2 separate regions of the Macaca mulatta genome follow, and region 1 is linked to region 2. The links are chromatin contacts, called in public Hi-C maps. All regions are on one chromosome and are shown on one strand. Each heading gives the region's core, a stretch centred on a gene start, on an enhancer-like site or on the middle of the called end of the contact. The rest is flanking DNA. Distances are from core to core; before and after follow the strand shown.

Region 1 (3,177 bases), core at 625-3,124, 170 kb before region 2:
TGCGTCTCTGGAGCACTGACCTCGAGCCATCGTGTGGTCTATTTAAATTGTGTGTTACTTGGCTATGGCTGCCATAACAAAAGATCACAGATTGGGAGCCTTACATAATAGAAATAAATTATCCCCAAGCTCTAGAGACTGGAACTCCAAGATCAAACTGTCAGCAATTTGGTTTCCCCTGAGGCCTCTTTCCTTGATGTGCAAACCACCTTCCTTCGCATGGTGTCTTCACGTGGTCTCTCCTCCGTGTGTGCACATCCTTGGTGTCTCTTCCTTTTCTTATAAGGAACCAGACCTATTTGGTTTAGGGCCTCACTCTTATGACCTCATGTAACCTTAATTACACCCTCAAAGGCCCCATCTCCAAATACAGTCACATTGAGGGGTAGGGCTTCAACATATGAATTTGGGTGAGGGACACAATTTAGTCCATACCATATGGCTACTTGGTATATTTCTTTTATACTATAAGCTTCTAAGGACCAGGGACCATGTTTTATTCACCTTCCACAGTGTCTGACACAGAGACAATCCCCATATACTGGTTGAATTAGTGGGCTGCAGAATGAAGCCAGAGTTACAGGGCTGCTGCCTCCAGCTGCCCAGGCTGTGCACTGCAGAACTCCACCTAGAGGACGCCGTGAATATTGCTGCTTGGGGTTATGTAGGGCTACGTCAGACTGGTTGGCCATGATTCTTACTCTGGTGGAGGGAATTTGGGATGTGTCTTTTTAATTTTCTAAAAGTTGCCATGTTCTGCTTCCACAGCTGTGTAAACTCTGAGTGCCTCAAGTGTAAATAGTGTTATATCAATTAGTCTGTAACAGAAACCTCATGTTAAACACAAGAAACCTCATGTCAAATACAAGAGGAATTTTTTTTTTTTTTTTTAACATAATAAGTCTGGAGATAGGCAATTGCTGCCTGTGGTTTAGAGCAGAGGTTTATAATTTTATTTTCTGATAGCCAATATTTTTAGCATTGTGGGTCAAGTAGTCTCAGTTACAACCACTCCCCTTTGTCATGGACAGGGCAAAATTAGCTCCAGAAAAATAAATGAGCATGACTGTGTTCCAATAAAACTTTATTTACAAAAACAAGTAGTGGGCCAAATTTGACTCATGGGCCATAGTTTGCCAACCTTCATCTATACCACAGCCAAAGCTTTTGCATTTTTTTGACCTTTTGACCTCGGGACCCTCATGGTCCCAAGATGGCTGCTACAGCTCCAGTCATCATGCCTATCTTCCAGGCAGGAAGAAGATGGAAAGAGCTTGGCAAAAGGAGTGTCTGCCAGCCAAACAAGCCTTTTGTATTTTTTTTTTTTTTGGTGTGTTTATTTGTTTTACTTTGGGCACAGTGCCATCCCAAGCAATATAAGGTTTCTCTTATTGAGAAAAAACAGAAGAATAGATAGTAAGTAGCACCACTCAGCCCCTAGCACCAGCACCTTAAAAAAAAAATCCTCCAACTCCTAGAGTAGTGCTGTGCTGAGCACACTGCAGGAAATCCATGAATAACGGCTTCTCGTTTCCTCTCATACTTGTTTCTGGTCACCTCTGGTCTCTTCACTTCATTATTAAATCCTTAGGGGGGACTACAACCTTTATAGTCTAACTTTGTAAAAAGATGACTCAAATTTTCCGATTCTTGTTTAAAAAAAACACCACACACACCTCAATAACTCCTTTCACGCTGTATAGATTTCCAGGCAGGGAACAAAAGACAGAAAGAGGCGGGAAGGCAGGAAGGAGACGATTATGCATTGCTGGCTCAGCAGTAATTGTTGGCAGCCTTCGGAGAGTCCGGGAGGTGAGGGCTCAGGCGGCTTTGGGGCATGACTGATGGGGTATGATGAGAACCAGGAGGCATCTGTCCAGTGTGTTGGAGGATTTGGGAAAGCAGATTCTGTAGTGTGTCTCAAGCATCCATTCTGATGCTGCCTCCTCCAGGAGAATTTTATGAGAAGGCAGGGATTCTCTGCAAAGCTCAGGCTCTGCTCTGTTTTCCATGAGTCTTTCCAAATCCCAGAGCTCAGACCCTGATGAAACTCTTTCAATCTTGTGAGGCGTGGGGTGCGGCAGAAAGTCCCTAAGCTCCCAGACCCAGGGAGAGCCGTGTTCTCCGGGACCTACAGCGTAATAGTTTCTCTTTTCGCTCCCTCCCCGGCCATTCCTCCCCGCTTTCCAGAACGAGTCTATGGTGAGGACTGCATAGGACAGGAAGAAAGATGCCTGGAGTTACTGTAGAATCAAGGAGATCTGACACAGAAAAGTAGGAGACGACCCTGGACCCGTCCAGCCTCTTCCTTTGATTTAGGAGTGGCCCAGAGGATGGCCTGGGTCCCTGGTTTTCAAATCTCTTTGGGTTCTGACACCCGTCCTGGCCACAGCCCCTCCCTTTCCTACCCTTTCCTCACTGCATTCTCTTTCCAACCTTCCGTGTCTTTTTTTTTTTTTTTTTTTTTGATGCATTGCTGGGAATGCCTGCTACAGACTTAATTATGCCTCCTCCAAATTCATATTTTGCAGCCCTAACTTCCAATGTGATTATATTTGGAGGTAGGGCCTTTAAGGGGGTGAATACGGTTAAAGGAAATCATAAAGGTGGGACCGTTCTTTTCAAAAAACCTGGTGTTCTTACTTAAAAAGGAAAAAGGCACCAGAGATTGATCTCTGTCTCAGACAGAAAAAGCTACTGGAGGACACAGTGAGAAGGTGGCTGTCTGCACGCCAGGACAACAGCCCTCACCAGAACCCAATCACACCAGCACTTTGATCTCTTGGACTTACAGCCTCCAGGACCATGAGAAAATAAATGTCTGCTGTTTAAGCCTCCCAGACTGTGGGGCTCCGTTGTGGCAGCCGGTAAGACAGTACCCATCCCCACCGCAGTCCTGGAAGGCACAGGTCAGTGTGTGGGTTCTGGATATTTGTGGCTTTAGCAACTGGAATTTTTATTTATTTGTTTATTTATTTATTTATTTATTTGAAATAGGGTCTGACTCTGTCACCCAGGCTGGAGTTCAGTGGTGCAATCACAGTTCATAGCAGCCTTGAACTCCTGAGTCCAAGTGATCCTCCTGCCTCAGCATCATGAATAGCTGGGACCACAGGTGTGCACCACCATGCCTGGCTATTTTTAAAAATGTTTTGTAGAGATGGGGTCTCGCCATGG
Region 2 (3,326 bases), core at 561-3,060:
TATAAAAACAAACCAGATGACACTAAATGTATGTTTAGGGGCAATGATTTCATACAAACTTGGACAAAGTAAAGCCCTCTCACAAAACAATTTTTATACATTATAAAATACAGAAACATGAAAATAAGAGTTGTTCTTCATTGTCAAAACAATAAGAACGCTATTGAGTAGCAGTAACTTTTCAAAAAATAATAAGTGCATAAGAAAGGCCAAATATTTCCATTGGGGAAAAATTAAAATTCAAACAAGGAAATTACATCCTAAAATCCAATAGAACTTTTTAGTTTAATGTGGAGAATAACTTTTTTTTTTAAAAAGTCTTATTGTTATGAAAATTTTCGAACATACATGAAAGTGGAGAATGGCATAATGGATCCCATGTGTCTATCAAGCGCCCTCCACAGTGTCTGGTATAACAATTTGTTTCATTTTTGTCCCTACTTAAATATTTTAAAGCAAATCTCAGACATTATACCATTTCATTCTTAACCACTTAACCACTTTCGTTAGAAAATATGACCTTTCAATAAACATGTCTGACACCGGAATGGGCTGAAAAAGAGTGAAGCCAAGGCAGGGAGGAGTTAAAAGAGCACCCAGGCTCTGAAATCTGACTGGGCACAAATCCCGGCTCTACCACTTGCTAGGGCATACTCGGCATCAGTTTTCTCATCTGTAAAATGGGGCTAATACCAGCACTTCTCTTATGAAGTTGTTGTGAAGATTAAATGAATAAAAGGGCTTGAAACAGTGCGGCACATATTAAGTTTGAGCCATTACTAACATATTTTAGGAATATTTCCATTTACTACATAAACACTGAGATTCGTAAATAATTAGATCCACTTACTACATAAACACTGGGATTCATAAATAATTAGATCCTCTCTCAGTAATTTATTAACTTAAAGGAAAGGTATACACAAATTGAGAAGAAATAGTTATGATTCTACATGTTATTGCTTTTAAATAATAATATAGCAAACACATCACTTATTCAAAGATTTTGAAACTTAATAAAAATTGCATTATTCTGATTTTATCGCTAGAAAAATGGAGGCATACCAGTAGGTAACTCACACGGTTACTGAAATGAAGAATGCCAGATCATAAAACTAGCAGGTCTATTCTTTATAATGTCTATGGAGCACAACTATTTGTATTTTGTGCCTCTGACAATTGTGGCATACTTGACAAAATAATTTTGATGAGAATCCAGGAGGATATATAATTTTAAATTATATTAAAATTATCACTGAAAAGTAAGACATCATTTAAAAATAACAGAAGAAGCAACTTTTTCTAAAAATTCTTTGACATGACTAAAGTAATATAAAAAGGAAGGGGTATAGAAAATGAGTAAAAATAATGCCTTTAAACAACTGAAGACTATATTGACCATTTTTGGTTTGGGTAAAAAAAATTTTTTTTTAAAATTAATAATTTAAGAATAAACTGACAGGAAAAGTTAACATTATTTGGAAAGAAATGTAAAAAATTTGAATATCCAAAGAAAGAATTAGACTCATTAAAGCTCCTAAATGTATCAGAAAGGAATGTGAACTACCAAGGAAACTTGGTAATCAAAGAGAATTTAGAAATTTGAAGGCTTTAAGAGGCAGAGTTGTAGATCAACCCCTCATACCAAATAATCAACTCCAAAGTAAAACTTTGAATATAAATGAACTGCAAAAGAAACCTTCGCGATATGTAATAAGATGGCACACGCCGTGCTTCTGAGGACATGTGTGGATGCCTCCCCCACGTACATCTGTGCTGACTGACTGACACACGCGTGTGCAGGGGCCAGCACAGGCATTCCTTTCCATTTAGTAAAGACAGCACAAAGAGTCTCCTGTTGGACTGAAGATAGAATTACCTCACAGAGTCAGAAATGCCGACATTTCACTGGAACAAAGCAGTTGTCAGAAAGTTCTGTTCTGCTTTTTGGGAACAGAGGTTAACTCCTCTTCCTTGTTTCATGCATAACAAATTTGACTTCCCAGAAAATATTTAATTTCAACTTAAAAGTCTTTGCAAAGGTGCTTTTCCCAATGAATATGAATGGAAAATTTAGTTAGCAGGAAATACATTTTTGATATCTATTTTACCACATAAAATCAAATTAACGATAAAAATTTCTTATCTTTATAGGATCAGTTACTGTACAACTACTAACTTCCTGGTAACTCAAAATTATGTGATATTTTAAAACTACAGAATTTAGATTTAGATAAGTGAATGTAAATATATCTAAAGCATACTTCTGAACTGAACATGGGTTTTGTTGATGTGGTCTCTTTAGGGTGGCAGCATACACCAAATACCAAGTGGTACTTGGTGGTTACATATGTTCCACAGTCCTTTAAAAATCCAACTATAATCTCAGTTCTCCACAAAGGAAATGCTACTCTTCAGAGTTTATCAAATCTAAGATGTCTTGGGAAGTATGATGCTTACTCAGGAAATACAGGATGGGAGAGGGAGAGAAAGGAGGAGGGCACTTTGCAAATACTTTTGGGGACTGAATGGTGGTAACTTTCCTGCCTCACTCAAAGGACATATGTGAAGAATGTTTGGCAAATACAAAACAAACTTTTAGTATACATATTTTAAAAGTATGAGCAATTTTAATGACTAAAATAACAAAAAGTGTGACTATGAAATGTAAAGGTGTAATGCTGCTACTAATTTCAGGATACATATACAATTTGAAAACAGACTCATACATGCAACTTCCGTAGAAAGGTGACATGGATTAGGCATTCACAGGCCACCTACAAGATTGGGACAAAAATCTGTGTCTCTCAGAATACAGGTTAGGAACTGGCCCATGTGAGCCGAAACCAAAAGTAGTTTTCTTTAGAGGTCCACATGAACTATCTTAATAATCTTGGTATGACTATTAAAACCTAAATATTTGCAGTCACAAAACAGATTCCTAATACAGTATTTAGATAGGTCAGATGCAGCATCTGGAGGCGATGAAGGGTGAGTGGAATAGGCGCATACTGTCTCACCACCACCAAATGGAAGGCACCCATAGTTCCGCTGCTAGTATTGTTTATTTTTACCTTGGAGTCCTGGAAACATGTTACGGCAAATTCAAGAAGCTTAAAGAACAGATATGGATACTGGAACCATACTTTCCTCAAAAATAAATAAATAAATAAATACATAAAATTTTAAAAAAATCCAAAAATTCATAGGAATAAACAAAGAGTGCCAACAAGCTTTACATGCTCAATGATTTTTCTGTTGCAGGGAACCTTTCACCAGGGCTAAAGTTCACTTGGAGGGAAAAAAAAGTCCAACACCCTCTAACA

The links. Hi-C and Micro-C count contacts between places; a contact is called where the count stands out from the background.
Region 1: a contact with region 2 is called in a Hi-C map of fibroblasts, with 3 times the contacts expected there. The contact joins two enhancer-like sites. A contact is called at or near these places in 8 of 14 Hi-C or Micro-C datasets (CD4 T cells, blood, cortical neurons and 4 more).

What each region holds. Positions count from the first base shown.
Region 1 is chr9:7,186,853-7,190,029 of T2T-MMU8v2.0, reverse strand. No RefSeq gene overlaps it. Among named protein-coding and RNA genes, the nearest start is that of ASB13, 40 kb to the left of the region's middle. Within about 2 kb of position 1,874, at least 3 of the 40 cell types and tissues checked have an H3K27ac peak or open chromatin away from gene starts, as enhancers often do.
Region 2 is chr9:7,014,150-7,017,475 of T2T-MMU8v2.0, reverse strand. All of the region lies in intron 3 of NET1 (neuroepithelial cell transforming 1), which reads right to left. Among named protein-coding and RNA genes, the nearest start is that of NET1, 35 kb to the right of the region's middle. Within about 2 kb of position 1,810, at least 2 of the 40 cell types and tissues checked have an H3K27ac peak or open chromatin away from gene starts, as enhancers often do.